3 separate regions of the Mus musculus genome follow, and all the other regions are linked to region 3. Evidence: chromatin contacts called from public promoter capture Hi-C data. All regions are on one chromosome and are shown on one strand. The core of a region is the stretch at or near the end of the contact, and the rest is flanking DNA. Distances in the headings are between cores, read along the strand shown.

Evidence for each region. Promoter capture Hi-C pulls out the DNA fragments that hold promoters and counts their contacts.
Region 1: a promoter capture Hi-C map of pre-B cells shows a contact between it and region 3, with 3 times the contacts expected there. The contact joins the promoter of L1cam here to the promoter of F8a in region 3. A contact is called at or near these places in 2 of 39 promoter capture datasets (liver and pre-B cells).
Region 2: a contact with region 3 is called in a promoter capture Hi-C map of pre-B cells, with 4 times the contacts expected there. The contact joins the promoter of Arhgap4 here to the promoter of F8a in region 3. A contact is called at or near these places in 1 of 39 promoter capture datasets (pre-B cells) and 2 of 115 datasets of contacts at active chromatin or transcription factors (astrocytes and memory CD8 T cells).

Annotation. Positions count from the first base shown.
Region 1 is chrX:73,879,516-73,882,215 of GRCm38.p6, forward strand. It overlaps L1cam (L1 cell adhesion molecule), which reads right to left and starts at 1,319. Exons shown (of 29, transcript NM_008478.3): 1 at 1,179-1,319.
Region 2 is chrX:73,909,980-73,912,679 of GRCm38.p6, forward strand. It overlaps Arhgap4 (Rho GTPase activating protein 4), which reads right to left and starts at 1,319. Exons shown (of 22, transcript NM_138630.2): 1 at 1,184-1,319. The coding sequence starts at 1,250.
Region 3 is chrX:73,226,956-73,229,655 of GRCm38.p6, forward strand. It overlaps F8a (factor 8-associated gene A), which reads left to right and starts at 1,351. Exons shown (of 1, transcript NM_007978.3): 1 at 1,351-2,700. The coding sequence starts at 1,361. The coding sequence ends at 2,506.

The DNA.
Region 1 (2,700 bases), core at 69-2,568, 650 kb after region 3:
GATCTATTCACCACAAGGGCCATGTGAGTCAGCAAAGACAACACTGGGCTGCTAGTAACCGCTACCACTGGAGTTGCATTAATCAGGATCAAGACATCTACCTGAAAGGGGTGCCAGGCCCCCAGACAGATGGTGGTCCTGCCTCCCTGAGACAGATGGATAGGGGTTATAGACACTAGATCAGGAGGAGCAGTGGGCTATATCTGTTATTCTTTTCATTTCCTATCAATCAACACCCTAAAACTCTGAACCAGATAGAAGGGAATAAGGTATGGAAACGTCCCTCCTCCCATAATTAAACAGAGTATAAAACAATGTCTAAAATCGCTCCAGTCTCTACAGAAAGAGTCCCAGGCACCTTGCTTCCAGAAGTCCCTTGTCCTAAGCCAATGAGGCCCTTCTTCCCTTATTTTTACCTGATGGACCCATGGTCCACACCCATGTGCATCCACAGGCACATCAGTGAGTGCCCAAAACCATCTCTCTTAGTGTAGTCTTTATTGGCCAAAGAACCTAAGGGAGGTTCTGTGCCTGAGAGGAGACTGGTTTTGCAGTGCATTTGAGGGGATCCCCGGAGGGAATTTGGAAAGGAGGAGGTGAAGAACAAAGCCCCCTCCCCACTTTGGGGTGGAGGGGCAGGCAGCGCCCATCCATCCCTGATCCTTCTCCTCCTCCCATTACCGGAGGAGCTTCGCTCAATCTCCCCCACACCATGCTAGACACTGGCTTCTCCCCCACCCCAGCCGCAATCAGGACTTTAGATGGGGATGAGGAACAGCCACGCCCAGAGCCACACCCCACAGCGGTCGACTGGGTTAGATGGACGTTCTGCTGGGTTCACATTTCCTTCCTCACACGCATACACCCACAGGGATATGCCAACTTCAGCTCCACTTGCCCATACAGAACCTGCCTGACCACTCCTGTGCCCCTCCCTAAGCATGCATTTGGGGAGCCGCCCAGTTACCCCTCACCTGTCGAGCTCTGGCACCTAGCCACTTTCTCCAACCCCATTCCAGATCGCAGGGCTCAGAGCTCGGTGCCTAGCATGCATGGGTGGGGCTCCAGCCTTCCTACCGAGGAGGCACGAAACCCACTCCCTCTGAGCCTGAGGCGGGCTGGGTCTGGAACGTAGATGGTCGCTGCTGCGGTCAAGGGGACAAACCAGCCCACCTTACCTGCGCCGATCAGGTTGCCAGCTCAGTCTCTGTGCACGCCGACCTCGGACCTGCCACCCAGCGATGCCGCTGCCGACGCGATGTTGCTGCTGCTGCTGCTGCGGCGGCGGCGGCGGCGGGCGGGGCAGCGTGCGCGGGGAAGTGGGGGAGGAAGAGGGAGGGGGAGGTAGTGAGATCACCTCCCCCGCAGCAGGCCCCGCCTCGCCACACCCTCGTTCCTTGTTTCATCTGAACCTGGCCGCAGAGCCCCGCGCGTGATAGGGACCTCGTGGGGGGGGGGGGTCCTCTTCAGGAGCTCCAGCAGTCCCAGTATCCCCGAGATGAGAGTGACCCCCAACCTCACTATCAAGGATCCCCGCCGCCCTTGAGGCTTATATTGGAAGTCATTTGCAGAAGTATTCTCGGGATCTCGGGGCTGGACAGTGGGGAGAGGATCCAGACTGGGAACCAGATTACCTCGCCTCCACTTGGCCTTCGAGGGCTCTGGCTAGTAATGGGCATTCATATACCATTAGGTCCGGGCCGCGCCCTGGTCATGTGTTTGAATGTATCCGCACTCTCAGGGCAGAGCGCCTCTTGGAACCCCTGCCCAGCCACGACGCTAAGCCAGGGCTCTTCAGGGATGTACGCCTGAACCTGAGTCCCCAGCCTGCGAAGGAGGTGTGGCGAGGCACACCATACAGTCCCTCCTAAACACTAGGTCCCAGATTAGGCTAGAAGGGAAAGTTCTCAGAGAGAGCGCCCTTCAACCTGAAACCCCCTACTTCTGATCTTCCTCCCACTTCCCTCCTGCTCAGTGCCTTATTTCTTTGTCCTCGGGATTGGCCTCTTTCTGACCTTTCCTGGTCGACCTACTCTCGCTTACAGCCCTATGGGGAAAGCTTATGGAAAGGAGATTTTCCCAGTGGCGCCCCCTCCCAGGCTTAGGGCTGTGACCTCCCAAGCGAGGCGAAGCAGAGGGGGCTGGAATTCCAAAGTGAGTCCAGCTAGCTGAAGCTGCAGGGCAAGGAAGGCCTAGGGCCCAGATGGCAGATTGCAGCCCTGGTAGGTATGGTATTTTTATGAGCATGCCTGTTACTCAGTGAAGCATTCTGTAGGTCCTCTGCTCAGCCTGCCAACACTCCCCCAGTGGTGCAATGCCCTGATCCCATGAAAACACTTTTGGCACTCTGGCCTGGTTTCCCTTCTCATATGATCACCTCCTGCCAGCTTCCTTCCCATGAAAGAAAAACTTGGGGATGCCTGCTAGCACTCTGTGAAAGTCTGGATGTCTTTCCAGACATCCAAAGTGTACCATGGAGTCTTTAGGAAGAGTCATCTGAATGAAGTGGAGGCTTAAGCAAAGAGCTCAGAGGCCACTACTCCTTCTACAGGCCTGCCACTTGGCTCAGATGGATTCAGAATGAAGCTGCGGACCGTACTCATGAAGCTTCACTGGTTCAAATCTCCAGGAGACAGCAGAGGAGACTGAGCCAGGCAGCTAGGTCACGAAGCCAGGGGCCTTTTTAGCTGGGCAGAGAAT
Region 2 (2,700 bases), core at 69-2,568, 680 kb after region 3:
CCTTTTAGAAATTAGAGTGCCAAAACAGTGCCCCTGTTCCAGCATGATTGGAAGACTTTCTTTTGAGGGAGGCTGGTGAGAAATAATAGCCACAAAGGCTGAACACCCTGAGTGAGCAAGGGCCATTTAAAAGATATTCTAGGGCCAAACTCCAATTTCTCTTGATGGGAACTAACCGGCCTGTGTTTGCTGACTGAAGACATTTCAAGGTCCTTAGGCTTCAGGACATTTTGAGGAAGTAGGATGGAATCATTGTCTCCATCTGCTGGCTCACCCTCTGCAATCACCTCAAGCTGCCTCTGGACACCAAGATGAGGAGGTCTGGGTCAAACTTTCAAAGGCAGTTATGCTCTCCACTATAACAGCAACACATCATGAAGATACACTTTGTTATAAGTTGCTTGCACCAAATAAGTACATTGGAATTTCATCTACAGGTTGGAAAACTCCAAGGATCATATTATTTCTTCTCTTATGAGCCATTGTGCTCTGTGACAGGTAAGTCACTGTGTTTGTATCCAAAGTCTTTGGAAATAGGAAGAGAGCCAAGATATCTGGAAGCAACAAGCAAGTGGGGGTGGGGGTGGGGGTGAGGGAGGTTAGACACTGCCTCCTTTCCTGTGAAAGAGTTACCTACCACACCCTGAAGAAATGAAGCTGTCAGCAAAGAACTCACAAAGCTCATTTGCATGTGATTTGCATAGAAGTGTTTGCCCAAATCCAGAGGTCTAATAGCCTAAGGCTGTAAAGCCATCCCAGTTGAATTTCTCTAACCCATATTCAGTCTCCTAGCTTGACCCAAGACCAACCACCCTAAACCTGCAAGCTAATACAGTGCCAAAGGGAGGTGAAGGTGCTAAGAATTCATAGATTCTAGTGGTGTTAAGAGTGAGGTGTCAGGCTACCAACAAAGTCAAAGTGGCCCATTATACTCCAACTAGAAAGCCACCCTCTCAGTCTGTCCTTCCCTCGGGCTACCACAGTCATTGCTGCCTGAGTGAGCAACAGGCGACCCAAGTTGGCTAAGGAGGCGAGAGGGAGGGCTTGGGCAGGCAGTTGAGGCCAAAGAGGCTTCAAGAAGCAGGGCTTGGACTCCCTTCTCCACCCTGCTCCAGGCACCCCTGAGATCAGCAGCGGACACTTGGGGTCTCCCCTGTAAACCAGGACTAAAGCACCCTCTCACCTTTGACCTGTGCGTCATACTCAGGTTGTAGCCCCCGCTCCCGCCGCAACTTCCCGTGCGCCGCCATGGCCCAAGGCCGTTCGCGACTTCGAGTCCCAATGCTCCCACGCGGAAGCGAGGCGAGACCGCCAAGTGCAGGGACTAGGGGCGCCAAGGCCAGCACCCTCCGCGGGCCCCGCCCCGCCAGCCCCGCCCCCAGCACAGTCCCCGGAGGGGCGGGGCGACTTGGACCTGGCACTGCCCGGGTGGGCCTCTGAAAGTCTAGGCACCCCTTTTCAGGCTCATCTCTCTTGAGACAAGTTGCTCCTCTACCTAGATACCTTGAGCCCAAAGAGTCAACATAAAGCAGCAATGCAAGACAACCTCAACATGTCTGGGACCACCTGCTGCTGTTCCTCATTATCTGCAGAAACCTATCTGTGGTTCCCATTGTCAGACAACACCCCTATGGCCACTAGCCCTCAATACTAATGGACAATGGCACCATAGCTGCTCCAGGCTCCTAGGTGGTCTGCCTCTGAAGCCTTCCTGGACATCAGATGCCACCCTCCTTCCAGAGTCATAGCCCATAGTGAGGCCTATGGGAGTTCAGACAGCTGAATGGGAAGTTGTAGGCTTATGCTCTCCCTGGGCCCCCTGAGGGGGAGGGAGCGGGGTTCAGCTACAGTTCCCCTTCTACTCAGCCCCAAAGGAAAGAACTAGCCTCATTTCCCCATAGGTAGTTACCACTTCCTGCTGCCGGAAGAGATTATTTTTGTCTCTTTTCCCTTCCATCTTGCACCTGTAGGGACCTATACCAGTGGGGGCTTTGAACCAGCCTAGAAACAACTCCTACTGCCTCCTTTATCCAAGGATGATGGTGATTTTATTCACCCCCATCAACTCTAAGTCATAAGGCAAGATCTACTTATTAATTTGTCATGTTTTGTTTTGTCTCATTCACAAGGCTTCACTTTGTAGCCCTGGTTGGCTTTACACAATCCAGGCTGGACTCAAACTCTGCCTCTGTCCCAAGGGCTAGGATTGCATATGTGCACAACCACAGCAGGCTCTTCTAGTCAATTAGGAAGGCAGGAGGCAGGTGACAAGCCATCTGTCTTTAGTTCATTGGAGAGAAAGCCCTGGGGTATACAGACTGTGGGCGATAGGCAAGATAACTTACAAAACATGCTTGAAGGTACTAATACAAGGGCATCCACACCTGTACTTACATGCATGGATGTCAAAGTGCATGTGAGCACTTGTAAGCCTGACATGGAGATTTGGCAGGAGGGAAGACTGTTCTGGACTTTCAACTGTGTTCAATCTTTTTTTTTTTTTTTTAAGATTTATTTATTGTTATATGTGAGTACACTGTAGCTGTCTTCGACACACCAGAAGAGGGCATCAGATCACATCACTGATGGTTATGAGCCACCACGTGGTTGCTGGGATTTGAACTCAAGACCTTTGGAAGAGCAGTCAAAGCTCTTATCACTGAGCCATCTCACCAGCTTCAATCTTGGTTTTTTTTTGTT
Region 3 (2,700 bases), core at 101-2,600:
TTGCTGCCTGCCTCTTCTATTTATGTGCTGTATTATGTTGTTTATTGTTTTACATTTGCTTGCAATATACATAAATGCACTCATTTGAAACCTAAAGTACATATGTGATATATCACTGTTCTATGGGATAGGTTGTCATTTAAGAGAGAAATTGGTATACTGGCTTTTTTCAGAGGGAGGGAGGGCAGGAGGGCAGGAGGGATGGAGGGAGAGAGAGACAGAGAGAGATTGATCAAGACATTGATGGTTTTTAAAAATTATTTCTTTATGTGTCTGTGTGTTTTACTGGGAAATGAACTCAGGTCCTCTGCAAGAGCAACAAATGCTCTTAAGCAGTAAGCTTTCTCTCAGGCCTCCATTGATGCTTTTAAATGATAGGTCTGCTATGCACAATTCTATTTTTTGGTTCACGATAAGAGTAGAAAATTAACACATCCTTTATTTGCTGAGTTCATTTGACTTTTGGATCAATGGATTGCTTTTTTAGAATTTGGAGGATAGGATCCAAGTGTATCACACCATGAAAAACTAAGGAGAAGACAAGAGAATTTGCGAAATGAAAATTAGCTTCTGTTGTACATCTTGACAAATTATTTTCAGGCACGTAATTCTCTACTAGGTGCAAGTATATAATCCTTTATATATAAATTTAATAATGTACACTCCCCCCTTTTGTTCAAGTTCTGGTAGGTAATCATTTGGACTAATTGAGATAGTTCAAAATAAAGTAAAAGGAATCCCTTCTTTGTTTTTAAATACTTGGTATAAATTGAAACACATGCATGTACAATAGCTAATTTAAAGTGCCTTTGGTAGTGCATGTCCTGCTAAAAATCCTTCATGAAAACTCTTTCAAAATCAATGTGTATATGATTGCAGGTGATATGTATATCAATGTGTATATGATTGTAAATAAGCTGTAAACTAGCAAAGGCTCCCACCATGGCAGGACCTGTACTAGCTTGCTCAGTCAGGTCTCATGTTTGTTGAGGAAGTGAGGGGTACGATGCTAATCCTGGCAGCAGAGAAATCCTTTGCATATTTGACTGGCACTGGACCCGCCCCCTCCATTTGCGTCACTCAAGCCCCACCCCCGCAGAATTTAATTCCATACGGGGACTGTTTGGGTAGGCACCCAGCCCTTCTTCCTTGATTGGCTTTTATAGTCCTCCATATCCCTCCTTCAACAGCACTTTGCACATCACTGTGGCTACAGCAGAGCGCTGGGGCGCCTGAGGCGGAAGCGGAGGTGATGAATTGTGATCCCATTGTGGGCTAGGCGCAGCGTAGCGTTAGTCATAGCTGTTCCCCCTCAGCCCTCCCTCAACCGGAAGTAAGGCGGCGCGGCTAGCCGGTCAACATGGCTGCGGGCTCTGCGTCCTCCTTGGGCGGCGGTGCCTGGCCAGGCTCAGAGGCTGGGGACTTCTTGGCACGCTATCGGCAGGTGTCCAACAAGCTCAAGAAGCGCTTCTTGAGGAAGCCGAACGTGGCCGAGGCCGGGGAGCAGTTCGCCCAGCTAGCCCGGGAGCTGCGCGCCCAGGAGTGCCTGCCTTATGCTGCCTGGTGCCAGCTGGCTGTGGCGCGCTGCCAGCAGGCGCTCTTCCATGGGCCCGGGGAAGCGCTGGCCCTCACAGAGGCGGCCCGACTTTTCCTGCGGCAGGAGTGCGACGCGCGCCAACGCTTGGGCTGTCCCGCCGCCTACGGGGAGCCTCTGCAGGCGGCCGCCAGCGCCCTCGGCGCCGCTGTGCGCTTGCACCTCGAGCTCGGCCAGCCTGCCGCCGCTGCTGCACTGTGCCTGGAACTAGCTGCTGCCCTTCGCGCAGTGGGCCAGCCGGCCGCTGCTGCCGGTCACTTTCAGCGGGCTGCCCAGCTGCACCTGCCCCTGATGCCACTGGCCGCACTGCAAGCGCTTGGTGATGCTGCCTCCTGCCAGCTGTTGGCGCGCGACTACACAGGCGCCCTGGCGCTATTTACACGCATGCAACGCCTGGCACGGGAGCATGGGGGCCACCCGGTACAGCAACTCGAGCTGCTGCCGCAGCCGCCTTCTGGGCCCCAGCCACCCCTGTCGGGACCCCAGCCGAGACCTGTCTTGGGCTCGACCTTGCCCCTCCCGCAGCCCCCGGACCACGCCCCAGGCTCTGTTGCGCCTTCACCTGGCACACTCGGTGCCTTTGCTGACGTCCTAGTCAGGTGTGAGGTGTCCCGTGTACTGCTGCTGCTGCTCCTGCAACCACCACCTGCCAAGCTGCTGCCCGAGCATGCCCAGACCCTGGAGAAGTACTCCTGGGAGGCTTTCGATGGCCATGGCCAGGATACCAGCGGCCAGCTTCCTGAGGAGCTGTTTCTGTTATTGCAGTCTCTGGTCATGGCTGCCCAAGAAAAGGACACTGAAGGCATCAAGAAGCTGCAGGTGGAGATGTGGCCACTGCTAACCGCTGAGCAGAACCACCTCCTCCACCTCGTTCTGCAGGAAACCATCTCTCCCTCTGGACAGGGTGTCTGATAAGTCACCTTCTTACCAACTTGTTTTATCTTTGGGGACAGGTGATGAAACATGTGATCTAGCTTCTGTTTTTTTTGTCTGTTTTTGTCTTGTTTTTCTTTTCATTTCTATTGCTGCCATGTTAATTTGGCTTTGTGTGCCTAGCAAGTTACTTAAATTAGTGCCCTCCAATTCCATCCATTATTGCCTCGAAT